Regions from separate parts of the Sus scrofa genome. Here regions 2, 3 and 4 are each linked to region 1. The links are chromatin contacts, called in public promoter capture Hi-C maps. All regions are on one chromosome and are shown on one strand. The core of a region is the stretch at or near the end of the contact, and the rest is flanking DNA. Distances in the headings are between cores, read along the strand shown.

The links. Promoter capture Hi-C pulls out the DNA fragments that hold promoters and counts their contacts.
Region 2: a contact with region 1 is called in a promoter capture Hi-C map of liver, with 4 times the contacts expected there. A contact is called at or near these places in 1 of 5 promoter capture datasets (liver), 1 of 47 Hi-C or Micro-C datasets (liver) and 2 of 2 datasets of targeted methods (alveolar macrophages and skeletal muscle).
Region 3: a contact with region 1 is called in a promoter capture Hi-C map of fetal liver, with 9 times the contacts expected there. A contact is called at or near these places in 4 of 5 promoter capture datasets (fetal liver, fetal skeletal muscle, liver and 1 more), 14 of 47 Hi-C or Micro-C datasets (alveolar macrophages, brain, embryonic fibroblasts and 8 more) and 2 of 2 datasets of targeted methods (alveolar macrophages and skeletal muscle).
Region 4: a contact with region 1 is called in a promoter capture Hi-C map of fetal liver, with 8 times the contacts expected there. A contact is called at or near these places in 2 of 5 promoter capture datasets (fetal liver and liver) and 9 of 47 Hi-C or Micro-C datasets (alveolar macrophages, embryonic fibroblasts, epiblast stem cells and 5 more).

Annotation. Positions count from the first base shown.
Region 1 is chr3:29,301,294-29,308,978 of Sscrofa11.1, reverse strand. ERCC4 (DNA repair endonuclease XPF) reads left to right here and starts at 2,870. Exons shown (of 12, transcript XM_003124586.5): 1 at 2,870-3,076; 2 at 4,638-4,818. The coding sequence starts at 2,870.
Region 2 is chr3:28,613,913-28,621,597 of Sscrofa11.1, reverse strand. PARN (poly(A)-specific ribonuclease PARN) reads right to left here and starts at 4,790. Exons shown (of 24, transcript XM_021086564.1): 1 at 4,639-4,790; 2 at 3,938-4,015.
Region 3 is chr3:28,657,600-28,665,284 of Sscrofa11.1, reverse strand. It overlaps PARN (poly(A)-specific ribonuclease PARN), which reads right to left. Exons shown (of 24, transcript XM_021086564.1): 14 at 7,289-7,332; 15 at 5,675-5,717; 16 at 4,050-4,125; 17 at 1,741-1,851; 18 at 1,371-1,440. Among named protein-coding and RNA genes, the nearest start is that of PARN, 45 kb to the right of the region's middle.
Region 4 is chr3:28,703,790-28,711,474 of Sscrofa11.1, reverse strand. All of the region lies in intron 21 of PARN (poly(A)-specific ribonuclease PARN), which reads right to left. Among named protein-coding and RNA genes, the nearest start is that of PARN, 91 kb to the right of the region's middle.

The sequences.
Region 1 (7,685 bases), core at 1,621-4,120:
GCTTTTCTCTCTCTCTGTCGTGTGTGTGTGTGTGTGTGTGTGTGTGTGTGTGTGTGTGTGTGTGTGTAGGCAGTGCCCACAGCATATGGAGGTTCCCAGGCCAGGGGTCCAATCTGAGCTGAAGCCACCAGCCTACACCACAGCCACAGCCACATGGGATCTGCAACTCAGCAAGGCCAGGGATCCAACCCTCAACCTCATGGATGCAAGTTGGGCTCGCTAACCGCTGAGCCATGATGGGAACTCCTGGTAAGAAATTTTCTAAGCAATCATAAGAAAATATGGGGCCATCCTATGCCTTATTGTTTTGCAATTGCTTTTTTCAGTATGTAATAGCATGGATTGCGTATTCTATCACATACCGCTTATAATAGTTGTGTGATATCCTATTTATTAGTGATGCAGGAAGAAGTTTTGATGAGTCTTCAAGTGTTGAACATTCAGGAGAAATGTCTGAGAAATAATGATACTTCACAAAATAATATGATGAATAAACATCTTCATACACATGATCCCTATTAGAATACAAGTTCTACGGTGGCAAAGATTTTACCTGTTTTGTTCCCTGACACATATTGGGTGCTCCACAAACATTTGTGGGGTGTATTTTCATGTGTACATGGATCTATACAGATATTTTAAAAGTATATATATATATATATATATATTGCTCAATCATCCTCCAAATTACTGATTACTATATTCTCCCATATGCTTTATTTTATTTTGCTTTGTCTTGTTTTGATCAGCTGGGGATTTCATCTTTAGAGCTCAGTGTAGGAGAAATACTGAAATCTTGTGTATTAGTTTCCTGTTGCTGCTGTAACAAATTATGACAAATTTAGTGGTTTACAACAACACAAGTCCATCATCTTTCAGTTCCAGGAGCCAGAAGTCCAAGATGGGCTGGCAGGGATATACTCCTTCCAGAGGCTTCTGAGAACTCATTTCCCTGTCTTTTTAAGCTTCTAAAAGCTTCATTCCTTGGCTCACAGCCCTTCCACATCACTTCAAACTCTGCTTCCATTGTCACTTCTCCTCTGGACCCCCCTTGTCTCTCTCTTCCCCTTGTATGGACGCTCGTAATGACCTTGGGCCCACCTGGATAATCCAAGAGACTCTCCCCATGTTGAAATCTCTAACTTCATCACCTCTGCAAAGTCCCATTTGCCACCTAAGGTGACATGTTCACAAGTTCCAGGAATTAGGTCACAGATATTTGGGGGGACAATTACTTTGCATACCACAGCTTGGGAATCAGGTTTGCATTTCAGCATTGTCACTTCAGCATGCATAACCTACATGGGTGTTGAATCCCTACTTACCACACCCTGAACTAAGTCTAAGAAATACACCAACAAGATCTGTGGTCTTGCCCAAGTTACATAACCTCCCTGAGTCTCTCACTTGCAAAATTGGAGGGATTCATATCTGTCTCCTAAGAACGGCTATATGCAGAATGTCTCGCAGACATTCTCTTCCATTTAACTAGCATTTAGGACTTACTATATGCTGTTTTAATCTTGACAAAATTAAGTAAAATACTGGATTAAGCAGTAAGAGGTAGAGAAACAGATCTCTTGTAAATCTTTCCGGTGGATGTAAATTGGACCATGCCTTCTAGAGGGCAATGTAGCACTATGAACGTAATGTAAAGACATAAATGTTTATCCCAGTAGGTATCCATTTCTAAACGTATCTAAGGGGCATGGTTAAATTTATGCAAAAAAGATGCTCAGTTAAATATTATAATACAAAGTATTATAATACAAAGGGGGGAGTGGAAACAAACTAAATGTCCACTAATAAGTAAATAAGTATGATACATCCTCGTTGCAGAAATCTTAGCCATATCAAAGGATTTTGTAAAAGAATATTAAATACCATGTTCAGAAGTCTGTGAAATGATTGACACACTCAAGATTTAAATCAGGGTTACTTATTATCTCATATCAGTAACAGTAAATGAATTCTTCCTGGTGAGAGAGTGTGCTTATATAACCAAAAAAAGACGGAAAGGACAGATTTCATGACATCACAGTGCTTATTTCTGGGTAACGGAATAACAAGTGATTTTTACTTTTGCTTACTTATATAGCATTTTTTATTTTGTGACAATGAAGGTTGGGGGAAAATGATGTGGACCCCGAACAATTCCTCGAGTTAGATTATCAGGCGTTTCTAGTTATAGAACAAAAACTACCGAAGGTGTCCCTCTAGTGGCAGATGGGATGCTGCCGCGGCGAAGACACCTGGCTGGGACTTTTTAAATAGCTAATTGTATCAAGACTTCGAGAGGAACAAGAGCCTAAAATTAGCAAACTATTCGGCTTATTCAAAAAGTACTTTAAGGGGGAGAGAGGCTCATTGCAAAAGTAAGGAGCAAGGCTCACCCTAGGAAGCAGGTGCTACCAATTCTATGCGCACTCCTTAGATGGACAATTAACTTTCTCAGTTGTCAAGGTAGGAGAACTAAGGTCCTTGGGTTTCATTCTCCTTGCTCGCTAAGTCTAGGCTGCCTGGCTCTCAAATCGAACGTACCAGACAAGGTAGAATAACGGAAGACTTCAGGTGGGGACCCTGAAGCCAGAAGGGACACTTGTTGCGAACGTTAGCACCTCCTTGCGACTCAAAGAATCTTAGGCTCCACTCGGCTGCTCTTTGGCGAGTCTGGCCTGAGCTCGTCGTCAAGGGCTCGGCTCTCTTCGGCTCCATTCGGCCGGCCCTCGACCTCTCGGGCTCGGCTCTCTTTGGCTGCATTCGGCCCACGATCGTCTCGGGCTCGGCTCTCTTCGGCCTGTTCGGCACACGCTCGTTTCAGAATCGGCTCTCTTCGGCTGTGTTCGGCGGCGGCCCCGGAAGGGCGCCCATGGAGCTGGGCCCGCCGGCTCGAGCAACAGCTATGGCGCCGCTGCTGGAGTATGAGAGGCAGCTGGTGCTGGAACTGCTGGACGCGGACGGGCTGGTAGTGTGCGCCAGAGGGCTTGGCGCGGACCGGCTCCTCTACCACTTCCTCCGGCTGCACTGCCACCCGGCGTGCCTGGTACTGGTGCTCAACACGCAGCCGGCAGAGGAGGTGCGGCCGCCAGCGCGGGGGTGACGGGACCCCGGGAGCACTGGGGGATTCCTAAGAGGACACAGGCCTCGGGCGGAGGCCGGACCTCTGAGGGTGATGCAGGTCCCTGACACGGCGGGAGGGCGTTGAGACAGTTGTGAGCGCCTGACACGGGTGCGAGGAGGCTGAGACGGTGGGAGGGCGTTCCGAGGAGGATGCAGGACCCTGACCGGGCTGGTAGGGCACTGAAAGGGTGGAGGGGTCCTGCGGGCCTCTGACACGAGTGGGCTGGAGGGCCTCTGAGAGGAGTAGGGGAGTCATTTGAGGAGGATGGAGGTGGGAGGAGCTCTGGAGTGGGGGGTGGTCCCTGAAAAGGATGAGGAAATGTCTGGAGGGGGTTATGGATGGCAATAATGAGGCAGAGTCCTAAAGCTGGATATTAAGGAGCCTGCTGCAGGCGGAGGAGTGAGGTCCCTAAAAGAGAACAGTGACGGGGATGGAGGAATCCTAGAGCCGGATGGGAGACGTGAAAAGGAGGCTCTAAGGCCGGGAGAACCCTATAGGGAAGAGGAGGGACTGGGGGTTCACCGAGGCTGTGGGAAGAGGGGCATAAGGTCAGAAGGGAATGGGAGCTGGAAGCTGAGGATATTGGGGAAGGTCCCTGGGTTAGGGAGGACACTGAGGAAAGATAAGAAGGGGATACACCTGTGCCGTGGGGTAGTGACAGGTGACACGGCCTGGTCTGACAAGTCTGATGAGCTCCTAGATACCTAGAGCAGGTGGCCAGAAAGAAAATGCCAGCTGAGAAGAGTGACCACAAACTCCTTGTGGGTGGGGACCAGTCTGATTCCTCTGGGTATCCCCAGTGCTTACCTAGGGCTTAGCACTGCACCAAGCCTCCAGGAAAGGTGGCAGGGAACTGAAGGTGTAAAGGACCCAGGGGTCTATTGACATGAGGAAATCCCCTCTAGAGCGGTCCAGGACAAAACTATAGTCTAAAACACCACCTGGGAAAAGCGTCCTTGTTATATTCTCACATGCTATCCCTGCCTGCAAAACTGGCTCTGGCGGGCAGTATTTTCTAGGTGGCAGAAGCCTTAACCCTGGACTTTAACAGTCTTTGTTGTTGTTCATCTGCTAATAACATCTCAAGTGCAATGATGAGTCTTGAGTGCAAACCCCAAAACAAAAACCAAAGGCTTGATAAACGTAGATTGGTTGATCATTGTAGTCATTTGGTTTGTTCATCATTAAGTTCATGATCCCTGCAAAAGGCAGCGTCATTTTTTTTATTTTTTGGTCTTTTTAGAGCTGCACCCATGGCACATGGAGGTTCCCAGGCTAGGGGTCCAATCGGAGCTGAAGCCACCGACCTACAGCACAGTTCACAGCAATGTTGGATCCTTAACCCACTGAGCAAGGCCAGGGATCGAACCAGCGTCCTCATGGATGCTAGTCGGGTTCGCTAACCACTGAGCTACGACGGGGAACTCCAGCATGTCATTTTAAATACAAATACTTGCAACCTAATAAAAACAGCCCTGTTTTAAGCAGTCTTCTAATCAAGTGTGATCTGATATAGGAGTATTTTATCAATCAGCTGAAGATAGAAGGAGTTGAGCACCTCCCTCGCCGTGTAACAAATGAAATCACAAGTAACAATCGCTATGAAGTCTACACACAAGGAGGTGTGATCTTTGCAACAAGTCGAATACTTGTGGTTGATTTCTTAACTGATAGAATACCTTCAGATTTAATTACTGGTAAGAATTTGAACCCTTATTGTTGTTTATATATATGTTTGCACTTTTTTTTTTTCCTGTGTATGTTCTCTCTGCTAAACTCTAAACTGGCACCTCTTGTGAGTAGCACAGGATGTTTTTGCTTAACATTGTGCTTGCAGGTGTTAACACAATACCTGACACATTTTGGTTGCTCAGTAAATATTTATGGCCTGAATAAGACACTAAATGTAAGATTGAAGTTTCCTTTTTTCTGAGCTCATGTTTAGTAAATGCTTCGTAATTGGCTGGCATTTGCTTTTAGAAACTAATCGGATTTGAAATGTTTATAAATATTCTTTGTATATTTCCTAAAAGTTTGGTTTCCCTCTTTAAAGAGTATTTTTCTACCATGATTTGAAATATAAAAAAAATTTCCTGTGTAGTTAACTTACAGTGTTATATTAGTGTCAGGTGTGTAGTGTGGTGATTCAATATTTTTACAGATTATGCTCCATCCAGAGTTATTATAAATGTTGACTATATTCCTTTCCTGTACCTTACATCCTTATTTATTTTATACCTAATAGTTTGTGCCTCTTAATTCCTGTCACCTATTTTACCCCCCACCCCGTCTCTCTTCCCGCTGGTAACCACTAGTTTGTTGTCTATTTCTGTTTTGTTATATTTGTTAATTTGTTTCATTTTTTAGATTTCACATATAAGTGAAAACACAGTATTTATCTTTTTCTGTCTCATTTCACTTAGCATTAAGACCCTCCAGGTCCATTCATGTTGTGGCACTTGGCAAAATTTCTTTCTTTTGTGTGGCTGAGTAGTATCCTATTTTATATATATTCCACTTCTTTATCCATTCATCTATCCATGGGCACTTAGGTTGCTTGCATAGCTGAGCTGTTGTAAATAATGCTGCTATGAACATTGGGGTGTATATATCTTTCTGAATTAGTGGCTTTTGTTTTCTTTGAATAAATACCCAGGAGTGGAATTGCTGGATCATAATGGTAGTTCTATTTTTTGAGAAACCTCAATACTGTTTTCCATAATGACTCTACCAATTTACATTCCCAAAAGTGCATGAAGTTTCCCTTTTCTCCACATTCTCAAAAAAACATATTTCTTGTCTTTATCACAGAAGACAGTCTGAAAGGTATGAAGTGAAATTTCATTGTCTGTGTCTGTTGAATCTTTATTCTTTGGAAGAATACCTGTTCAGGTCTTCTGTTGATGTTTTAATCAGGTTCTTTGGTTTTTTGAGTTATATGAGTAATTTGGATATTAACCCCTTGTTGGACATATCATTTGCTAATACTTTCTGCCATTCAGTAAGTTGCTTTTGCATTTTGCTGGTTGATTTCCTTCACTGTGAAAAAGCTTTTTGTTTGATGTAGTCCCATTTAATTATTTTTGTTTTTGTTTTCCTTGCCTAAGACAGATCCAAAAAAATTGTTGCCAAGATCTGTATCAGAAAGTGTACTGCCTATATTTTCTTCTAGGAGTTTTATGGTTTTAGGTCTTACCTTGAGGTCTTTAATCCATTTTTGAGTTTATTTTTGTATATGGTGTGAGAAAAATGTTCTAATTTCATACTTTTACATGTAGCTGTTCAGATTTCCCAACACCACTTATTGAAGAGACTTGTCATAGATTAATTAATTGTATGTGAATGGGTTTATTTCCGGGCTTTCTTTTCTGTTCCACTGATCTATGTGTCTAACTTTGGACCAGTACCATACTATTTTGATTACTGTAGCTTTGTAGTATGTCTTAAGTCAGGGCATGTGATACGTCTAGTATTGTTCTTTTTTCTCAAGATCACCATACCTATTTAGAGTCTTTTGTAGTTTCATATAAAGTTTAAGATTTGTTTCTAGTTGTAGGAAAAACGTTGTAGGTATTTTGATGGGAATTGTATTAAATTTCTAGATTGCTTTGTGTAGTATGGACATTTTGACAATATTCTTTGAATCCATGAACACAGGGAATTTTCCATTTATTTGTTTTGTCTTCAGTTTCTTTCATCAATATCTTCTGGTTTTCAGAGTACAGGTCTTAACTTCTTGGTTATATTTATTCCTAGGTATTTTTTTTAATTCAATTGTAATGAAATTTTCTTCTCGATTTCTCATATTAGTGTATAGAAATAGAACAGACTTCTGTATATTAATCTAGTATTCCATAACTTTTTTGAATTTCTGTGTTCATTCTAATAGTTTTTTGTGGAGTCCTTAGAGTTTCTATATATAGCATCATGTCATCTGCAGATAGTGACAGTTTTACTTCACTTCCAATTAGGATGTCTTTTTTTTTTTTTTTTCCTTGTCTGAATACTGTGGCTAGTACTTTCATTACTGTATTAAATAGAAATGGCAAGAGTGGACATCTTTGCTATGTCCTTGATCTTAGAGGAAAAGCTTTTAGCTTTTCACTGTTAAATATGACATTAGCTGTGGGTTTGTCATAAATGGCCTTTATTATGTTGAGATATGTTCCCTCTATACCAACCTTGTTGAGAGTTTTTATCACGAATGGATGTTGACTTTTGTCAAATGCTTTTTCCATATCTATTGGGATGATTATGTGATTTTTATCCTTCATTTTGCTAATGATTCAGTGTCCACAAATCAGAGTTCAATATTGAATCATTCTTGCATCCCTAGAATGAATCCCACTTGGTCACGATGCATGATCCTTTTAATATACTGTTGAATTCATTTTGGTAATATTTTCTTGAGGATTTTTATATCCATGTATTAGAGGTATTAGCGCTTAATTTTCAGTTTTAGTAGTGTCTTTGTGTGCTTTGGGTATTAGGTTAATGTTGCCCCCATAGAATAAGCTTAGAAGTGTTCCCTATTCTTCAGTTTTTTTGGATAGTTTGAAAAGGA
Region 2 (7,685 bases), core at 3,541-6,040, 690 kb after region 1:
TGTCCATGGGGAGTTCCCACTGTGGCACAGTGGATTAAGAATCCAACTGCAGCAGCTTGGGTCACTGCAGAGGCTCAGATCTGATCCCTGGCCTGGCATGGTAGGTTAAAGGATCTGGTGTTGCCACAGCTGTGGCTTGAATCAATCCCTGGCCTGGGAACTTCCAAATGCTGTGGCCATTAAAAAAAAGAAAAAAAAAAGTCCATGTTAACCAAAATAATTTACAGATTTAACACAATCCCTATCAAAATACCCACGGCTTTTTTTTTTTTTTAATATATATTTACAGGGCCACGGCCAAGGCATATGAAGGGTCCCAGGCTAGGGGTCAAATCGGAGCTGCAGCTGCCAATTTACACCACAGCCACAGCAAGGCCTGATCTGAGCTGCATCTGTGATCTACACCATAGCTCACAGCAATGCCAGATCCCTAACCCACTGAGCGAGGCCAGGGATCGAACCCATGTTCTCATGGATACTAGTTGGGTTTGTTAGCATTGAGCCACAAAGGGAACTCCCCCATGGCATTTTTCACAGAACTAGAACCAACAATCCTCAAAAGTGTATGGAACCACAAAAGACCGCAAATGAACAGCCAAAGCAATCCCAAGATACCACCTCACACCTGTCAGAATAGCTATTATCAAAAACACAAGAAATAACAAGTATTGGAAAGGATGTGGAGAAAAGAGAACCACTGTGCATCGTTGGTAGGAATGTCAATTTGTGCAGCCACTACAGAAAACGGTATAAAGATTCCTCACAATATTAAAAACACAGCTACCATACGATCTAGCAATTCCACTTCAGGATATTTATCAAAAGAAAACAAAAATTACTTTTTCTTTTTTTTTTTTTTTTTCTGCTTTTTAGGGCCACACCTGAAGTATATGGAACTTCCCAGGTTAGGGATCCAATCAGAGCTGTAGCTGCTGGCCTATGCCACAGCCACAGCAACTTGAGATCCAAGCTGCATCTGCAACTTACACCACAGCTCACGGCAACTCTGGATCCTTAACCCACTAAGCGGGCCAGGGATGGAACCCACGTCTTCATGGATACTAGTTGGGTTTATTACCATTGAGCCATGACAGGACCTCCTTTGGCTTCAATAATTCTAACTCAAAAAGATATACGCATTCCTACGTCACTGCAGCATTATTTACAACAGCCACAATATGGAAGCAACCTAAATGTTCAAGGATAGATGAATGGATAAAGAAGATGCAATATATATCTAAGGAAATATTACTCGGCCATAAAAAAGAATAAAATCTTGCCATTTGCAACAACATAGATGGACCTAGACAGCATTATGTTAAGTAAAACAAGTCAGACAAACACTCTGCTTTCTTATTGATGAAGTCTAAAAAATGAAACAAATGAAATAAAACAAAGTGACTATAGATACAGAGAGTAAAGTGATAGTTACCAGAAGGGAAAGGGGTGAGTGAAAGGGCCAAAGAGGTGAAGGGGTTTAAGAGGTGCAAACTTTCAATTATAAAATAAATAAGCCACAGCATAGGGAATAAAGCAAATAATGCTGTAATAACGTAGTTTATGGTAACAGATGGTAACTAGACTTATCGTGGTGGTTTTCCAAATGTATAAAAAATATTAAATCCTATGCTGTGCACCTGAAATTAATATATTATAGGTCAGTTATAATTCAAAACAATCATGATTTATGAAAACAATTTCTATGATTGAATAAGCTTTGCTGCTTTCAAAAGTTTAATGCATAAGCAGACATCAACAAATCCTGATGTACATTATTGTTACAGTACAGTAATTGTATTTTAACTCTTGTTCAACTGTTTGGAGTAACATTCATACAACAAAAGTATATTCGAGGTCAAGAAATATTTATGGTGAAAATTCTTAGCTTTTCAGAGAATTGACTCCAATGAGAAACTGTATGCTTAAAGCCAAAGATTAGGAGCTCCCATCGTGGTTCAGTGTTTAATGAATCCAACTAGGAACCATGATGTTTCGGGTTCGATCCCTGGCCTTGTTTAGTGGGTTAAGGATCCAGCGTTGCCCTGAGCTGTAGTGTAGGTCGCAGACACGGCTTGGATCTGGTGTTGCTGTGGCTGTGGTGTAGGCAGGCAGCTCCAGCTCCTATTAGACCCCTAGCCTGGGAACCTCCATATGCTGTGGGTGTGGCCCCAGAAAAAAAAAATAAATAAATAATACTAATAAATAAACCCTAAAAAAAAAAAAAAAAAAAGCCAAAGATCATCCCCAGCATTCATTTCTTTAAAAAGAGCTGACCTTTCTTAAACATGTAAAAATCTAGTAGCAAAAGTGGGTATCTATACCAAAGAAGCCCACTGTTTGTAATGACTTAAATAATTTTTACTTTTTTATTATTTTTGTTTGTTTGTTTGTTTTTTAGGGCTGCACCCTCAGCATATGGAAGTTCCCAGGCTAGGGGTTGAATCAGAGCTACAGCTGCTGGCCTACACCACAGTCACAGCAATGTGGGATCCAAGCCACGTCTGTGACCTACACCACAGTTCGTGGCAACGGGGGCTCCTTAACCCACTAAGCAAGGCCCGGGATTGAACCCTCATCCTCATGGATCCTAGTCGGGTTCATTCACTGCTGAGCCATGAAGAGAACTCCCTTACTTCAATAATTTTTTACATTTTTTTGGCCTTGCCAAAAAATGCGTAAGTTCCTGAGCCAGGATGAAATTCAAGTCACAGCAGAAAACTCCTTGACTTCAACAATTTTTTTTATTTTTTGGCCTCGCCAAAAAAATGCAGAAGTTCCCAGGCCAGGGATGGAATCCGAGTCACAGCAGCGACCCAAGCCGCTACAGTGACAAGAGCTGGATCTAACCTGCTGTGCCATGAGAGAACTCCCCAACTGCTAGGATTTTAAAATTAGTCTTTGAGGAGTTCCCGTCCTGGCGCAGTGGTTAACAAATCCGACTAGGAACCATGAGGTTGCGGGTTCGACCCCTGCCCTTGCTCAGTGGGTCAAGGTTCCAGCACTGCCGGGAGCTGTGGTGTAGGTTGCAGACGCAGCTCGGATCCCACGTGCTGTGGCTCTGGCGTAGGCCGGTGGCTACATCTCCGATTAGACCTCTAGCCTGGGAACCTCCATTCGCCGTGGGAGCGGCCCCAAAGAAATAGCAAAAGATTAAAAAAAAAAACTAAAATAATAAAAAAAAAAGTCTTTGATGCAAAAAAAAGAAAAAGAAAAAACCCCTGCAATTATAACCGTTAGTAAAGTATTAGAACACATGTACACCTGTGACAAGGCAGGCAATGAACACTCCCACTAATGCCTAGAGGAACACCCTCAATTCATCTGCATAAGTCTGACCCTAAAGTCAGTCACAAAGGACAAATATTGTATGATTCCACTTACAGGAAACACCTAGAGCAGTCAAATTCAGAGAGACAGAAACAGTGGTTACCAGAGGCAGAGGGGAGGGAGGAATTGGGAAGTATTGTTTAATGGGTAGAGTGTTTCAGTTCTGGAAGATGAAAAAGTTCTGGAGATGAAGTAGAGATGAATGCACAACAATGTGAATCACTTAATGCCAATGAGCTGTAAAACCACTTAAAAATGGTGAAAACGATGCATTTTATGTTATGTGTATTTCACCACCCACACACACACTGATCCTAATCCTCAAACTCTGCCCCAAGCACAGGTCCAACTGTTTCTAAACTGCACCAAAACCATAATCTCTATCTGCAACCCTTAGCGCTCCAACAATCACAAAACCAATCACCAACTCCACTGCACGTCTTCCGTGCTTAAGAAACGTTCAAGAGGAAACGTGGAGACTCATGCGACTTGCCCAAGGCTACAAAGAGGGAGGAGCGGCCAGCAGACAGAAGTCAGGGGCAGGGAGGGCAGAAGGAGGCTTGGCTCTGCACTGCAAGGTGCCAGCCTCAAGCTTGCAAGCAAGGGATACCTGAAAACTCCCCATCGATGGCGAAGAAGTCCGCCTCCTCTATGGCCTGGTACACTTTGTGGAGGTTACTCTTAAAATCTGCGGAGAAACCAAGAAGAGGCTCAGAACCGGTGGCCTGGCTTCCTGCCCACGGGCTACTTTGAGTAGGAGGAAAGGAAGGCCCAGGAGCTCCTAAGGCTCCTCGGGCTGGAGGACAAGTCCTTAAGGGGTGCACAGACCGGAAGGAAATAAGCCCCGAGGGGTGCACGAGCCTGAGAGGGACAAGGCCCTGGGGGATAGGGGTGCCCGGGAAAGGAGGACAACAAAGCCGTTAGCGATGCAAGGGCCAGAGAGGAACAAGGCCCCAAGAGGCGCAAAAGGAGAGCAAACCCCTGAGGGGCTGCCTCTGCCCCAGGCCCCGCCAAGCACAGCGGCCGTGGTCCGGCCTAGCAGGGCGAGTAAGGGAGCCCGCGGGGACCCTCGGGGAGGTGCGCAGCGGACACGCACTGCTCCTGATTATCTCCATTCTGCAGAGTGGCCAGACCCTCGCCCCTCCCCGGCCCGCCTTGGCCGTTCCACTCGCAGAGTTCCGCTGCGACAGCGCAGGCAGCTGCGGCGGAGACCGCGGGGGCGACTTCCGGAAACAGCGCGCGCCGGCGCGCGTCACGTGCGTCTGCGTCATGGCGGGGGCGGGGCCAAGGCTGGGTTCCTTTCCTTCGCACCCGGGACACAGGAGGGGCGTGGCCATCGCGGTCATCCAAGGTGCCGTCTACTTGTGAGGACCGGACTTGGACCATTCCCTTTGGCAGAGTGGTTGACCTGACATCCAGTTGATGAGCAGATATTTCCGCAGTCCTGTTTTATGCGCGGCACCCTGAAAGGAGTGGGAATACTGTAATGAATGGAAAAGACAAGGTCCCCACCCAATTTAACTTGCGGGAAGAAGGGAAAGTCAGGCAGGACTCAAACTTGCCGCTTGGAAACACGAAGATCCCTGTGAAGAGAAAAAGGGTGCTGCAAAGTCACGTACAGAGGTGACGCGGAAAGCAAAGCTGAGACCTGTACTGACTGCACTAGCCCCGGGAATACTACGGCTAGCAAAACAGATGAGGTCTTGCCTAACGGAGTTTTATGTGGGTTTGAGGTTTGCCGTTGTTTCCCAGAGCCTACAACACTGCTGACACGTGTAGGTGTTCAGTAAACATAGGTGGAGGGGATGACTTCATCTTGGCCTTTCGCAAAAGCTTACTTCATCATAAAGTCGGTTAGACCTTTCAAAGTTTAGTTCTCCCATTTATTACATCTGGAGCTATTCAGCCTTACTCATCCTCGATTTCTTCATCCTCTAAAAAGGGTCAAGGATCAGTGGTGATAATGTATGTGAAGTGTAAAGCACTAAATAGACAGAGGTAAGATACGATTAGGGTTGTGACTTGCTGTCACAATTCCTGCATTCACACCTTACATTTGAGAGAAAGAATGAGTATGAACCACTTGTGCTTTTTGAAGAGAACCGTTTTCCTCCAAAAGGACATATTAAGTATCCTAAAGAACAAGACTCTGGCCATGTTTTCCCCACCAGGTGACACAAGTCGATCTTCCTCTCCTCACCAAAGGAAATTTGTGTATAGTTAATTACCCGCACTATTCTGACTATGAACAGCAGAGAGTAAATGAATTAGAGAGTTCAGATGGAATGGGAAGGTGAAAAAACAATATGACAAATAGTCTAGCCTCAAACTTGAAATGTTTCTCTTGGATGTGGAAAAAAGGGAACACGCCTACACTGTTGCTGGGACTGTAAATTGGTGCAGCCACTGAAAAACAGTATGGAGATTCCTCAAAATACTAAAAACAGAGTTGCCATATGACCCAGAAATCCTGAACACATACCCAGACAAAACTGTAATTCAAAAAGACACTATTGCACTGCAGCACTCCTTACAATAGCCAAGACATGGAAACAACCTGAATGTCCATCCACGGATGAATGGATAAAGAAGACGTGGGATGGAGATGCAATGAAATACTACTCCACTGCTAAAAGAAAAAAAAGAAAAAGAATGAAATAATGCCATCTGCAGCAATATGGATGGACCTAGAGATTATCATACTAAGCAAAGTAAGTCAGAAAGAGGAAGACAAATACCATATGATATCACATCCACATACAATGTGGAATCTCATATAACACAAGTTAAATATCTACAACACAAGAATAGACTTAACAGATACAGAGAACAGATTTGTGGTTGCCAAGGGGGAGGGAGTGTGGGGGAGGGTAGGAGTGGGATTTTGGGATTCAAAGAGGCAAACTATTATATATAGGATGGATAGACACAGTCCTACTGTATAACACAGGGAACTATATTCAAGAGCCTGTGATAAACCGTAACGGAAAAGAATATGAAAAAGAATATAGATATATATGTATAGCTGAGTCACTTTGCTATACAACAGAAATTAACACAATGTTGTAAATTAATTAATTTTTTCTTTTTCGGTCACCCCACAGCATGTGGAGTTCCTGGGCCAGGGATCAAATCTAAGCCATAGTTGTGATCTAAGCTGCAGCTGCAACAATGCCAGATATTTAACCCACTGCCAGGCTGGGGATGGAACCTGCTCCCAAACACCAACAATCCAATTGAATCACAGTGGGAACTCCTAAATTTTTTTTTTTTCTTTTTAGGGCCGTACCTGTGGCATATGGAAGTTCCCAGGCTAGGGGTCAAATCAGAGCTGCAACTGCCAACCTATGCCACAGCCACAGGCACATGGAATCCAAACCATGTCTGTGACCTTCACCACAGCTCACAGAAACACTGGATCCTCGAACCACTCACTGAGAGAGGCCAGGGATCGAACCCGTGTCCTCATGGATACTAGTCAGATTCAGTTCAACTGAGCCACAACAGGAACTCCCAGGACTGCTCAAAATTTTTTTTAAATAAAAGAAATAACTCTGCCTTCTGGCATCAGCTTTAGAAGTCCTAGATGGAGAAGTTCCTGTTGTGGCACAGCAGAAATGAATCCGACTAGGAACCATGAAGTTGTGGGTTCGATCCCTGGCCTCACTCAGTGGGTTAAGGATCCAGTGTTGCCATGAGCTGTGGTGTAGGTCACATACAAGGTTCGAATCTGGGGTTGGTGTGGCTGTGGTGTAGGCCAGTAGCTACAGCTCCAGTTAGATCCCTAGCCTGGAAGCCTCCATATGCCTCAGGTGCAGCCCTAAAAAGACAAAAAACAAACAAACAAAAAAAATTAACTCAAAATAAATCAAACATCTGTGTCAGAGCTAAATGTTTCGGGATTTGGATTTCACAATGTTTTTTTGGTGATGACATCAAAAGCAAAAGCAACAAAAGAAAAAACTGATTAACTATGTTAAAGTTAAAAACTTTTGTGCATCAAAGGAAACTATCAACAAGGTGAAAAGGTCACCCACAAAATGGGAGAAAATATTTGCAAATCATATATCTGATAAAGGGTTAAAATCCATAAAGAACTCCTAGGAGTTCCCATTGTGGCTCAGTGGTAACAAACCCAACTAATATCCAGGAGGCTGTGGATTCAATCCCGCATTGCTGTGGCTGTGTTCTAGGCTGGCAGCTACAACTCTGATTCAGCTGCTAGCCTGGGAACTTCCATATGCTGCAGGTGCAGCCCTAAAAAGACAAAAAACCAAAACCCTCTTACAACTCAAAATGGATCCAATTTAAAAATGGACAAAGGGGAGTTCTCGTCATGGTGCAGCAGAAATGAATTT
Region 3 (7,685 bases), core at 1,470-3,969, 640 kb after region 1:
TGCATCTAGGTTTCAGAAAAAAAAAAAAAATCTGAACGGACACAAGTCCCAACTTAACAGGAAGTACACACACAAGCTGCCCTTCCTCAGATTTACAAACACCAACGCTGCCCCGAAAATTAGAGTTGAGAGCCAAGAAAAGCCTGTTTTGAACTGGATAGTAGCAAGAACTCAATTGTTAGCGGAATTAATTTTGCCCACAGAAAAACGCAACTTACTTGTCGATATGTGCGACACTGGTACCCAACCCTCTGTGAAAGATGTTTTGAAAAAGTGCAACACGTGTACCTCTGAACGTCCACAGAAAACCGGAAGTAAACAAAACCTGAAGCAGCCGTGGTAGGATACCATGCACTCATCAGACTACCCAGATTCCCAACCTGCAGGGATCCCGATGTTCTGAAGGAACATGTCTCTGCAGCATGTGACCTACGCACAGGCGCCGTGACATCCGTATTTCTACAGCCGCGGAGGGAGACGGTGTTCTCACTGCGAAAGCGCAGCCGGAAACGTCAAGGGCGGCGTATGACCGGAGGAAACGAGGCGACCGGCCCGACAAGGCAATGGGTCTTTCTCGCAGGGGCGGTGATCCGGGCGGGCGGCCCCTGGTCCGTGTGGCTCGCCCAGAATCTCCTAGAACCAACCGCGTGAAGAGAGCTGGGGGAGAGATGAAGGCTTAGGCCTCTGGCTCGGAGCCCGCCCGTGGCTGGCTTGAGGGTCACATCCATAACGTGAGTCTCGACGGTGCCAAGAAAGCAACAAGCCGTACTTTGAAGTAACAATCTTGAGAGTCTTTGAAAAGGCTCTGAGCTCAGACATTTCCCTAAATCACACTGACTTCGGCCAACAATGAGGGGCTATGAGCCAGCTTTTCCTTCATTGGAACCATTCGGAGGCGGGCTCAGAACGCGATGGCAATAAAACCGTCACAGACGGGCTTAAAAGCCACTTGGGGGACCGCGATCTTCTTAGAAAGAACACTATTTAGGCAGATAACAACACAAGCACAAACAATAATCTCGAAGGGAAAGCTCGAGAGGGGTGGGCCAGGTCTGACTGCCACACAGACACACAGACCCAGGCTCCCTCGTGGGTCATTTACATTCCAAAACCACCAGGTCTTCGTCTTGGAAGAGATGCATTACCTTCAGTATCGTTTTCTTTCTTTTTTTGTCTTGAAGCAAAAATATTTAATACATTATTTTCGAAAAAGTCAATTTCTATTTTTCAAAAGACATCTGAGTCACCAGAGAGGAGAAATAGCCCATCTAAAAATGCCCTCGACCCTCCCATTACCCCTAATTGACATCCCAGACACTGGGGGCTCCTGCACGGAGAGAACACTGGGGGCCTGGGACCCTGTTACTTACTTGTTAAAAAAAGGTTCAATGAGTTTGGATCTGGCAGACACATGAATTTTTGGAGGACTAAGAAAAGAACCTAATGAAGAAAAGAAGCAGAACATTATACACGGTCAGGCAGACAAAGCCTGAAAAATATATTTAAATCAACAGCATGGTTCAGCACGGGTAAAAGGTACTCGTATGGGCCGAGTACCACAGCACAGGTAAGGGGTGATGCTTCATTCCTGCGTGCGCTCCAGGCCCTCTGCCCCAACCTTCCCTGCACTCTGACCGCAAAACCCTCCCACTTCTCATGAGTGGATCCCAGGGAAAGAGGAGACAGGTGAGATCCCCTCTGGACCACAGTGAGTTTGACAGAAGCAGGAATAGGGAGTACCTAGATAGTTGGCCATGGAGATGAAGCACAGTCCTGTGATGTAAGCATCATAGCCTGCCTCGTGGAGCTGTTCGGAAGCCGTGTCATAACTTGGAAAACCTTCTGCACTTTCTAAAGAGGAAAAAGAGAGAAAAAAAAAAGTTTTCCCAAGGTCATCACAAATCATGAAGACTGGTGAGCGCACTGCCCTGCCACATCCCAAAGGCATTAGTCTGTGCTGTAGAAATACCCTAAAGAAGCAGAAAAAGAGCTACCTGTTTCTTTTTTCTTTTTTTCTGTCTTTTAAGGGCCACACCCACAGCATACAGAAGTTCCCAGGCTAGGGACTGAATCAGAGCTGCAGCTGCCAGCCTACACCACAGCCACAGCAACAGGGATCCAAGCTGAGTCCGTGATCTACACCACAGCTCACAGCAATGCCGGATCCTTAATCCACTGAGTGAGGCCAGGGATCGAACCTGCAACCTCATGGATACCAGTCGCGTCGGTTAACTGAGCTACAACAGGAACTCCAGGCTACCTATGTCTTAATTCTCTCCCCGCAGGACACTGAGATAACAGAGTCACCGAAAACGAGGGCTTTGGTCCCGACCAGAGAAATGCCTCCGTTACATTATCAAAGACTCAGCCACTGTCCCCCTCGCTGCACTGATGGTGCTGCCGACAAGCACGCACCACTTGCACTATGACCATGACTCCTCTTCTGACTCTGGACTAATGACTAAATAGCATGGCCTCTGGCGTCCCACTGCCTGGGTTGGAATCTTGGCCCCACCGCTTATTTTCCCGGGGAGCCTGGCCTCTGGGCCTCCGTTCTGGTAGAGTGGAGATGGAGAATCACGGCTCCCTCATGAGGCCTTTGTGAGGCTCCCATGAGCTCATGGAAGGAAAGCTCTGACACAGTGCTTGGTACCCAGTAAACGCCCCGTAGGTAACCTTCCCCCAAAGCAAAGGTCTCCGATCGATATCGGCTCCACTCAGTACTGGCCTCTGCTAGGTCTCCAAGCTCACAGATCTAAAGATGAAAGCACAACTCTGTCCGAAAATAGATCAAAACTCGCTGTCATGCTGCCCTTGGAACATGGGGCCACTTCAGAGGAGAGCCCGTTTTAAAACAGGCTTCTTCGGTCACATGCATAGACACAGATGCCGAAAGAATGAGGTCTAAGAGAAACCTGCTTTAGAGTAAACCCTCTGCCGGAATAGTACATGGAAATGACAGGATAAAACTGTAACTCATAAATAATTATTTCCGAGAACCACTGTGGAGGTGAATATCAAAAAGGTTACAACAGGATGAAAAGCATGAGTGGAAACTAATACTGAAAAGGCTGTCACTGTTTTTACATCAATACAATGCTCTTTGAGCAAGAATTCTTTAACCTCCGTAAGTATCAAGTATTAGATTTTAAGCTTTATAAAAGTATTTTAACATGAAGGCCAATTAAGTCCTATCCTCTCTCACCAGCTGGACCACATATTTCCCAGATCCACTAGTGCCATTGTGTCGTTATAGAAAAGGTCCAGGTGTCCCCACTAACCCACTACCAGCCCCCACCCCCTCTTCTTACTCCTTTTTTGGACTATTCCAGAAAGGGAAGCAAAGAACTGTAACCTTGGCTGCTTGAGTACCTTCTGCAGTCAATTTCTGAAGCTTTAGTCCTATGATCAATGTCTTGGGAAGTTTGTAGGCTACAGCTGGTGGAACGTGAGTCACCGTATCAGCAGCATAACTACGCTAGGAGGAAGCAAGGCAAGCACAGCTGGAAGGGTCACCAACTGCCTGGGTAGGGGCCGTGGCCAGACTTGGCAAAACACCTCTGCCCTCAAAGAACATTTCTCCTTATTCTGGTTTTCCTCTCGTCATCGGTTCTGCACCTAAGCCAGCTCCTTCCTCATCAGCAAACCCTGTTCTTGGGCTTTCCAGAGACAAAAAGTTTATTTTCATCCTACCCCTGGCAATTAATCACCAACTCTTTGTCTCCACTTAAACAATGCACCATAAAAAAGAAAGACACTGAGTTTGGGGAGTATTCCAAGCATTAGGAAATAAAAGTCCTGAGGCTTTAATTGCTAAACTTCTCCACGAACAGGCCCCAATCCTACTCACAGAAAACAGATGCAGGATTAGAAGACTGCCTTTACTCCGAAAACAGTAACTCAACACAGGGCACGGGCAAGTTGTTTGAGGGAAAAAAAGTCTATAAATATACACAGTTTCTAGAACGGTTTCAACATTTCTTCTACAACAGACACCCGTAATTAGCACCAAGAGTTTGGGGCTCTTCAGGATCATTTTATCTCCTTACCAACTTTAGGAGGGTTGAAAGGCGTCTCTTTTAACCGCTTTTCCAATTCTGCGAGGGACGTGTTGTTAATGATATCCTACAAACCAGTAACAGAGAATGATGAGCCGGCATCGTCTCAGGGAAGCACATATTAAAGAGATTCAATGAGCGTCAGGACAAAAAACCAAAGCATCCAGCACTGCCCCCTTGTGTTCCCTAGAGAAACACAGGAGCGGTTATTCAAAGTGAAAGAGAAACAGCACATTTAATTTCAAGCATATGGAGGGTAGATCCGTACGAAAGGTTTTTTACTGATGTGTTAAAGATCTACAGTCCTTTAGCCAGAGAGCTATACGGCTCTGGCATTCATTTCACTCAGTTATATAAAGTCACTTCAGAAGCAGCAACTGATTATACTTTGACCTGAATTCCCTTGATTAGAAAATATATCCAACATATATAAAATAAGGAAAAGAAATGAAGAAATGTATGCATGTGTAATCTACTCAAAAATATATTATACATTTTTTTTTTTAAAGGGCCACACCTGAGGCATATGGAAGTTCCCAGGCCAGGGGTTGAATCAGAGCTATAGCCGCCAGCCTACACCACAGCCACAGCAATGTGGGATTCAAGCTGCATCTGTGACCTATAGCTCATGGCAATGCCGAATCCTTAACCCAATGAGTGAGGCCAGGGATTAAACCCACATCCTCATGGATAGAAGTCAGGATTGCATCCACTGAGCCACGGCGGGAACTCCCAAAAATACATTATATATTTTAATATTAAAAATTGAGGAGTTCCCGTCGTGGTGCAGTGGTTGGTGAATCTGGCTGGGAACCATGAGGTTGAGGGTTCGATCCCTGGCCTTGCTCAGTGGGTTGAGGATCCAGGTTGCCGTGAGCTGCGGTGTAGGTCGCAGACACCAGACACGGCTCGGCTCGGATCCTGCATTGCTGTGGCTCTGGTGTAGACTGGCGGCTACAGCTCTGATTCAATCCCTAGCCGGGGAACCTCCATATGCCGCAGGAGAGGCCCTAGAAAAGGCAAAAAGACCAAAAAAAAAAAAAAAATTAAAAATTGACATTCGGAAAGAATAAAGGAGAAAAAAAAAAACATAATTCCACCACCCAAAGACAATTGCTTTGTTTTTTGTTTGTTTGTTTGTTTTCTTTTCTAGGGCTGCACCCTCGCGGCATATGGAGGTTCCCAGGCTAGGGGTCGAATCGGAACTGTAGCCACCAGCCTTTGCTAGAGCCACAGCAACGTGGGATCCAAGCCACGTCTGCGACCTACACCACAGTTCACGCAACACCGGATCCTTAACCCACTAAGCAAGGCCAGGGATGGAACTGCAACCTCACGGTTCCTAGCCAGATTCGTTAACCACTGAGCCACGACAGGAACTCCGACAACTGCTATTCATATTTTGATATATTTATTTCTAGTCTTTTCTCAGGTTCTTTTTTCCATTTTTGTTCTTTTTTTGTTTGTTTGTTTGTTTTTTTTTTGGATGTATCTGAAAATGACATTTAAGTAGACCAGAATTCCACAGCTCTTTGTGGCAATTCAGAAAATTTCTAAATATAGCATAAGCAGTGTTGATAAGCCGACAACGGCAACAGTTCAAAATTTAAAAATACCTTAAAAGGTTGTGTGCTGGCCATCAGTTTCGTATCCAAGAGTCTAAAAACAAAAGAATTTTTAAAAGGTAAACAGAATGGCGAGCAATTTCCAAATGTCCTTCACACAAATGAACAGGCTATTGTCTTCGAAGTGGACCAGGGAATGAAGCACGCGAGCTGTCCTGACCAGCGCTGGCATCTGCTGCGTGAGGCTGAGGACGGGTCCCCACCAGGAACTCCTTCCAGAGGCCGTGGGAAAGGCCACACCCAGGGCACAAGCTCTAGACGCGCCTGCACCCTGACAGCGCAGGGGCTGCGTGACCTCAAGCCTAAGTTAAACATCCTCACGTGCTGCCACACAAGGCACACACTGCGGCGGGCCTAACACTCCCAAGCTCTTAGCATCTCCTACCGCAACCCAGATTCGTACAGCATCATTTCTTGGAGGGTCAGAATCTGCATTGGGCAGTTCTATCCTATCGAGTTATTTCTGACTATTCTGATTCAGAGACTGGGTTACTAAAAAAGAGAGAGAGAGATTAATAGGAAAACGGTTTCTTTCCACTCAAATGTGAGCACTGCAGATAACAGGATGGAAAGAGCCCGGCTGAAAGAGCACCTGTCCACCATCCGTCTTCAGATGGGTTCTTGCACACGGACCCTTGCCCTGTGGGTCCCACGTGGCTGCCGTGTGACCTGTCGGAACAGCGATACTAACTGTGGAAAACACTAACGGGTGAAGGCGCTGACTTACAGTTGAGGAAAACACATTCTCTAGCCAGACACTTCTTGACCAACTAGAGATACTTTCCAGTGCACATACTCAACTATATGCAACTTTATATCCAACTGTTGCCAATGTGTAACTGAACACCCTGGACCAGACACTTCGCTGTGACAGGTTCACCTGACACACAAGAAAGTCAACAGGCAACTCGAGAAGACCTCACCGGGATGTGGGATAAGGAAAAAAGCAGCTGCCTGTCCATTTTCACCCTCAGTTCAAACCCCGATTTTTACGTGTTTTTTTTTTACGGGGGGGGGGGTGTCTTTTTAGGGTCACACTGCACGCAGCATATGGAAGGTCCCAGGCCAGGGGTCAAATCGGAGCTGTAGCCACCTGGCCTATAACCACAGCCACAGCAATGCCAGATTCAAGCTGCATCTGTGACCTACACCACACCTTGTGGCAACGCCAGATCCTTAACCCACTGAGCAAGGCCAGGGATTGAACCTGCGTCCTCATGGATACCAGTCAGATTCATTTCCACTGAGCCACTATGGGAACTCCTGATTTTTAGGTTTTAATGACAAAGCCAATCATTAGCTGTAAAAGCAAACTTTCTCCAAGGTGGAGTATAAAGCCATTTCCCAGCTGACATGAACTAGATCATTGTGGTGATCTAATGGTTTTAATAAATTACTGTGTACCTCTTTGTATAGATACCCTGATGATTGCTTTTTATTTTATTTTATTTTTTGGCCACTTCTGTCATGCAGAAGTTCCCGGGCCAGGGATTGAACCCCAGTCACAGCCATGATAATGCCAGAACCTTAACCCACGGAGCCACCAGGGAACTCCCCCTGCCAATGACTGTTTTAAAGGAAAACAAACCCTCAAAGAACGCTTACCTGGGGAAAACACATGTTGTCATCTCCTTAAACTCATTTAAGTCCTGAAACACAAGAGAATAACCTGTTATGCCTTTACTAATACACTCCCAGCATTTAAAACATAAATAGCACAAGTCCCACAGCTCTCTTCTCAAACAGTGACACCTCACACAGGCCCTGTAAGCTAAACTGCCAGGCCCATTTCTCGCCAATAATGACTTTCTAAAAACTGAGGCAGTTTCCTCAGTGATTGGGAATGACATGACCTGAGGTTAAACTTCTGCATAACCAAAATAGACAAATATTTTATGGCTGAAGTGGGGGGGGGATTGGCTTCTATTATATGCAGAAAACTGTCTCTATTACACGAAGCATCCTGATTGTAGGGCTAGTGGCGTTATTTAAACATAAAATG
Region 4 (7,685 bases), core at 2,990-5,489, 600 kb after region 1:
ACTTAAAATACTTCACGGAAAACATTTTATCTCCACTTACAGATAATTTCCCAAATAGTATTCTGCTAAACTGTTTCTGTAGCAATATTAAAAATGACTATCAGGAGTTCCTATCGTGGCATAGTGGTTAACGAATCCGACTAGGAACCATGAGGTTGTGGGTTGATCCCTGGCCTTGCTCAGCGGGTTAAGGATCCGGCGTGTGGTGTAGGTTGCAGACGTGGCTCGGATCCCGCGTTGCTGTGGCTCTGGCATAGGCTGGTGGCTACAGCTCCAATTGGACCCCTAGCCTGGGAACCTCCATATGCCACGGTAAGCAGCCCTAGAAAAGGCAAACACACACACACACACAAATGACTATCAACTGCTTGTAAAACTTCCTCCAAGGAGTTAATGTCAACACAGTATAGCCACTGGTACCACTGAGATCCTGTCCCAAGGTTTTATGCGTATCTTACTTCGTTTGGATCCCTCGAATCTTTCTTTTATTAGAGATTATAGAATTTCATACATACATGAAAAACTGAAACTCCTACATCATTTGTACACCCACGTGAATCTCTGCTTTAAACAGAGCCCAACACAGTATACAGAGTGGGGAGGAAGGAAGACCCGTTCTACCTCATTTTTCAGTAATTTCATGACACGGGAGAGAGAGAATTTAAACAATGACAGATTTTAAAACAGTCTATGATAGATATTTTTCCAACAAATACTACTATTACTACTACTACAAAACAAAATGCACACACGTAGGGGGTCTTAAACAAAGTACTTCCTTGTTTCTGTTTGTCTGAGGTTAGCCACAATGCTTACAGATCATCTCACGACAGAATTTCAGTTGGAAGATCTCCGAGAAAACCACGCAGATTAAGTGCCTATGCCACTCTTACTAAGTGTGACCCTCTGCAGATGAGGAAGTAAAAGCACCAATGGATGAAGGCTCTTCTCTGCCGGAAATGAAACAGACGACCCCAGCCCACCTGTAAGGTAAGAAGTGTCTGGGAAAGGCAGGAAGCCATGTTTGAAGCTGTCCAAGACCTGTCAGTCTGGGTACTTAATACTGATAACCGAGCTGTCAATGCAGTGGTCACAGAAGGGACAAGGCCTCTGAGCTCATGAGGTGGGGCATCAGTCACTCTCAGACTGAGGGAGGGCACCTCCCCCCCCAAATCTGCATGAAAGTCAGAAGGGCCATGTCCATGCACAAGCTCCCAGGCAGGTATGTGGAGGCCGAGACACGCCAGCTGTGGGATCTGCTGGGGCCCAGGATGTCCCACTGAGCCTGTCTTCACTGTCACCCAGCTGTGAGGGGTCCCACGTGCTGCTCAGTGAACCCAATAGACTGGCCCTAGAGACCTGGAAAAGACACTTTCTGGGACTGCAGGCTCCACTGGGGAAAGGGCGACTGCGTGTTATGTGTGCAGAGGTGAAAAGAGAGATTGCGAAATGGGGTAGCAAGTCCCCTCTCAACCAAATCTGCTACCTGTTCCTTTCTCCAAATACCTGCCAAAGGAATTAATTGAGTCTTCCATGGCTTTTTCCTTCTCTCCCATCTCAGGCCCCTTCCCCTCTAAGGGGACCAACAGGCAAGTTGAACTCTGCTGAAATGGGGAGGCTGGGGAGGTGAACCCCGCATCCCAGGTTTCCTCGAACCTCACCACCCAACAGAAATGTTAAGGTAGAGAAATCCACAACGAGAGGATTCATGTGCAGAAACAGGTACCAAGAAAAAGAAGAACGGAGAACAAAACCATCTTCAATGAAAGTCAAACAGCTATAGGAATTATAGGCACCAATGTTCAATATACAACCCTATTTAACCAACCTCCATCCTTCCGCGATACAATGGTAAGAAAAAAGGCCCAAAGTCACAACTGACTGGGGCGACGGCTCCCAGTACTCATCTCACAGATGAGGCTCGTCAGTCTCCATCTACCTACGTATCCAGCACGTGGAGGCATCCTCAACCCCTGTGCCAGTTACCGTCCGGGTGAGGCCCTGCCACCCCGCAGCAAGGTCATTTTTGCAGCAGTGTGCCTGTCGGGCAGAAGCCAGAACAACCCTCCTTGGAAAACGAATAAAAACCAGGCAGCCCAGAAACCCTGTCCCCTCGGGGCTCTGGGTGAGATACCTCAGAGGAGAAAGGAAGGCAGAAGGGAACCGAGCAGAGGCTCCAGGCTCCTTACTCCAGGTCACCAGGATGCCTGACCAAGCACCCTCCAGACTGAACCAGCGCTTCGGGGAAACCAGGGCTAGGTTCCGGCGAGGCTTTGGCCACGTTTTCTTAAACCATTTAACACGCTCTTGTTTCATGAGTGCTTCTATTTCAAGATACGTTCCTTATACACACGGCGATTCGCCGCCACTGATCTCAGGAACAGACTGTGGGTTGGGCGGGAATGCAGCGCCTCCCGCGTGTGTTCTCTGCAAGGCGTGGCCGGCCGTCCTCTCGTGCCTGGGGCACAGGCAGCGCTCTGGCCCCAGGCTGCGGGGGGGCCTTTCAAATGGCAAAATCGCCAACAGAAAGCCCAAAAATGTGAAAAACGCGGCAATAAAGAGACTGTGAAAAGGACCCTTGTTTACAGCAGGAGCTGCAAGGAGAAGGCCGAGCATCGCCTTGTTCAACCTCGACGGGTGACCATGGGCGTCGGGAAGCCCACAGCTTCCCCGCCCTGCGCATGTCCGTGAGTGACCACAGAAGCTCTGTGAGTGCTGATTTTGAGGTTACACAAAAATTTTAACGAGTAGGTGAATTCACAAACACAGAATCTGTGCTTCTAATGAGGACTGCCTGTACTTTTCAGACCGTGCCCAAACCAGCTTCCCAAACGGACTCTGGGAAGGAATCCGGAGACCAACCTTACAGCAATCTTGCAAACGTCTGTGTCTGCAGCATTCTCGTATTACTTCTGAACCTACTCAAAAGCTGACCTCAGTAACAGAAAGAGGCTCCAGAAAGTACTGACGTGGGACGCCTGGGTAGGCTCTGAGGGAGACCCCTGACTGCAACTGGAAAGAGGTGAATGAGAACAGCAACAGGTAAGCCGAGGACAGACAAGTGAACATCACTGGGGCAGCAGTTTGGGTCCTCTGTGGAAACGGTGGTGTGCCTTTATCCGGAGGGCACATCTTGCCGAGGGACACATCATTCTGCAAGCTGGGCACACAAGCACCGAGAGCGTCACACCATCTTCTCTGCGAGGCAGCAGCGTGAGCCTCCCATAAAATCAACTGGGCAATAATATTATTCTAATGTCTGGATTTTTGGATGGGGAAGGCACAGGGCAAGCAGGGCAGTTTCCTAAGCAGCTAGTGCCAGGCACTGTGGGAGAACGTCACCTCCGTCAATCCTTCCCAGCTCTGAAAAGTGTATGTTCTCATCTTGATTTTACGGCAGAGGGCACAGAGAAGTTAAGTCAAACACCCAAGGTCACACAGCCAATGTTTCACGCCAGGTCCATCACACATCTGGGTTTCTTTCAAACCGTGAAAATAAGGTGAGAAGCTGCTTGGGTGATCCAATGCCTTGAGTATCCAGTGAAATGTTAAATTGAGCATAGCATTTCCGGTGTACTTAATTCATGAGTTTTCCTCTAGGTACTTACTCATTCATCCACCTTTCAAATCAAATCATGGAAGACTGCACACAGATCAAACGCAAGTAACAAAGCCTTCATCCTGAGTTCTCCAAGAGTGTCACGTGACCCTCGGTGCAAAGGTGGTGGCTCTGAGCAAGCGCTAAACAGAAGGCCTGGTGGCCGGTTTCTTGAAGCTTCAGACCCTGAAGGTTTCAGGGCATGAAGGCTCCACGTGGCCTAACCACTGCCATGCGGCATGAGGGTTACACTGTGGAAACAGCCTGCTCTGTCTGTCCACATTACTTAGCATGAGTAAGCATTCAGGTGACAAGTTTTACTTGAAGAGGGGAAGGTGGATTCGTTACCAGCACGACAGCACCATCTTCTGGTTGGTGAAACAGAATGAAGACTCAAGGTCACAGCTGGCCTTAAAAAGCACGCTGACAGGTTCCCCAGAGGAGGAGCAAACCAGAAAATTTAGTTTCTGCAAATCGAAACCATAGTAAACAAACACCCTCATGGGCCAATCATGGAACAGAAAGCATGTTAATTGCAGGCCGTACTGGTCACACTTGCACATCATCTGGAAACACAGCAGCCACGGCCAGCCTCTCAGTGCTCCCACCCGCAGCGCCCTCCTGCCTTATGAAAGAAACTCCCTCTGGCGTCGCTCTCACCCGCACCCCTCTGGGTGCACAGAAAGGCTCTCTGCTGCTCACACACAGAGTGGAAATCTGACAGCACAGCAACCAGGGCCCTTTCCAACCACCCTCCCGGCCAGTTCTGGTTGGAGGTTGGAGAGCACTGATCTCTTTTGAGGGACAGATGAAGGAACTGGTGACAACTCAGCAGCATCTTTATGTTCCCTCGAAGCCTCAGACCCCTTTGTGGATTGTGCTGGCGATGGATCTGAGGCCTGAGGTCCAAATAGGGCTTCCTACCATAGCCGATGCCACCCCTACAGAAATCCCGGCCAGGAGACCCCCAATATCTAAACAGTTTCCTAATCTCCAGATTAGGAAGAGACCCCTGCAGCTGGTTTCTTTTTTTCCAAGTCTGATTTCTCAATGCAAGGATCCCTCCCACTGGTCAAAAAGGCCCTTGGGTATCAGCCTTTCCTGATTTTCATCCATCAGATAGGCCATCGGCCTCCTTCCACAAGGAGGACCAAGCAAGGGGGGTGACGGGGGTCAGACACTTTGGCCACAACACTCCTCTCTCGGTGAGAAGCATGGAAGCCTCCTCCCGGCCCCTGGAGATGCGGCGTGAAGAAGTGAGCATCCTGCCAGATGCCGTCCACAGGACTCCCAGCCACACTGATCTAGGGACAGGAAGCACCTGAGGATTGAGATCTTTGTCAGTCACTTTCGCTTCCTCCCCAACCTCCAACACCTGCCACGGGGCTCTGTGAGAAGACTCCTCGTTACATGAAAACTAGTCTCCTCCACCATCTAAATTCAAATTTTTTGACCATGACCTACAACAATACATTTTGACTACAAACCAGTACATATACATGTTGACCTGCACATACAGATTAATACTTGGAAAAAAGTTACATTAAAAAAAAAAAAAAAAGAGTTCCTTTGTGTGCAGTGGTTTAAGGATCCAGCGTTGCTACTGCAGTGGCTCAGGGACATTTTCAAACTTTTTCCTTCTACAAAAAAGCTGGTCACGCTCATTCACAATAACGATTGTGTAGCCCAGTGAGAGGGTGAGCCGGTTTGACAGGTGCTGTCATCAAGCATCCACTTTCCCACCTACAGCTGCTCAGCTTGCACAGTCCTCTCTCCTCTGCTAACTCAGCACCAAGGCCTCTGCTCAGAGTCCTCCCAAACTCTTTCCAGCCCTGCCCCAAATACCGAGCATGTAAAATAACAACAAAGACGCCCTCCCCGCTTCAAGAAGCCAGACTTCGTTGGTTGAACACTATATATAAGCCTTAGGTAAGACATCTCCCCTTTCTCTGAACACAAAACACCTGCCCTCTGTATTCATTCATTCATTCAATTATTCACACCCCACCTGACTCACTCCAGTATCGTTGGTGTAAACAACATTTAAATGTTTGTCAGAAAGATGAATCCATCAAGCAGGATTTCTTTTTTTTTGCAATCTTATTTGTCAAAGGATCATTTTCATGAACTCTAAATTAGGAACTGAAATGCGCTGTCACCAATTCTTGGAAGCCAATGGCCCATTTATTATTCTGTGTGGCATTTATAGATGTGGCAGGTTCCCAGATAAATTCAATTTGGCCTCTGTCTCTTAAGAGAAGGCTCTGAACTAGAGTCAATGCAAAGACCAACTCCTAGACACTGAAAAATAAATAGAACCTGCTCGAATATATCCATCTATGTTTGACCCTGTGCTACAATGCCACCATATGGCACTGGAAGACTGGCACTGGGGCTGACACCTCTGACAACAATCAGGCTTTACAAGAGCAGCTTCAAGTTGACAAACCTGACACGCCTTACCTAGAAATTCTGTCAAAAGCCCCAGATTTAAAAGAAAGCCAGTGACATCTTTTATTCTAAAACTTGATTTAAAAGAACATCCCAGGAGCTCCTGCTGTGGCACAAGGGGATCCACAGCGGCTTGGGAGCCCTGGGACACGGGTTCAATCCCCGGCCGGGCACAGTGGGTCCAGCGTTGCTGCGGCTTAGTTTGCAGCTGCGGCTCGGATCTGACCCTTGGCCTGGGAGCTCCATATGCCTCAGGGGTGCCCCACCCAAAAAAAGAACATTCAAATCAACACTGCAGAAGGTTTGTACAAGGGGTAAGGTTCAAACTCCGAATTCTAACACACACATTTTGTGTTTCCACCTTCCAGCTTCCTCTCCACCATATGTACCACTTGCTCCAGGCAGACCAAAGGATGTGCTGGTCCCATGCTTCGCCAGAGCGCCCTTAGCCTTCCTCTGATAGGTAACTCTGGTCGCTATTAGGATCAGCATGGGCCTCACCTATCCCAGGAAGCCTTCCCTGCTGACCCTCTTCCGCGTCTCCAGGCCAGTCTGGGCTGGTTCTCCCTCCCCGAGCAACGCGCCTTATGACAGCCCCGTAGCGTATGGATGCACTGGTTGTCTAGATACCCACCTACAGCACTAGGCCATGAAGTCCTTGCGTGGAGAAGCTCTTACTATTTCATCTCTAGTCCCCATCTAAATTCAGTCCCTCAGTTTTCAACGGAGGCACCCAACAGTAACTCAAATATTTATACAAAGATTAACACTGCAGCTTTCAAATGAAAACCATCTCTTTAAAAAACTGTGCAAGGGTGTTGTTGCCTTGCAGGGCAGCAGGTTAAGGATCTGGCATTGTCACTGCAGCGGCTCGGGTTACTGCTGTGGCGTGGATTCAATCCCTGGCCCCGGAACCTCCACATATCACAGGCGTGGCCCAGAAAAAAAAAAAAAAAAGATAAAAACCACTTGAAATACCTTCGTAATTATTCTCTTTTCTGTTGTTACTATAAAGAACACTGAGCATAAAAATATAAGGTGTCTAGAAATACAGTGATAAATCAATAAGGCTTAAACTCCCTCTGAAAATAAGATTACAAAAATGCCTAAAAAATTACCTAAATGAGGCCCCTGCTCATGCTGTAGAGCAATTCATATTTTGGGAATTAACAATTACTAAAATCAGTAAACATCCTATAAATAGCTCCTATTTTTTGCTAGATAATATGCTATAATTATTTCCCTTTCCTTTAAATCATCTATAACATAATAAAGGACTTGTGAGAAAAAAAAATCTCGGTTTCACAGTTTTATTTTAATGTATTGGTGTCTTTTCTACGTTGCTTTCCCTGATACTGTAGCAGTTTGCTCCTCAGCCTTTGAAGCAATTAGAAACCAAATCTCTGTGGAGTTCCCCATATTGCTCTAATTCACAGTAAGAAAGAACAAAAGAATCTACCAAAAAGAAACCAACTCATGGACTTGGAGAAGAGACTGGCGGTTGCCGAGGCGCGGCGGGGGGGAGGGGGGGAGAGGCAGTGGGATGGACTGGGAGTCTGGGGTTAGTGGATACGAGCTATCGCATTTGGAGTGGAAGGCAATGAGCTCTGCCGTACAGCACAGGGAACCATATCCA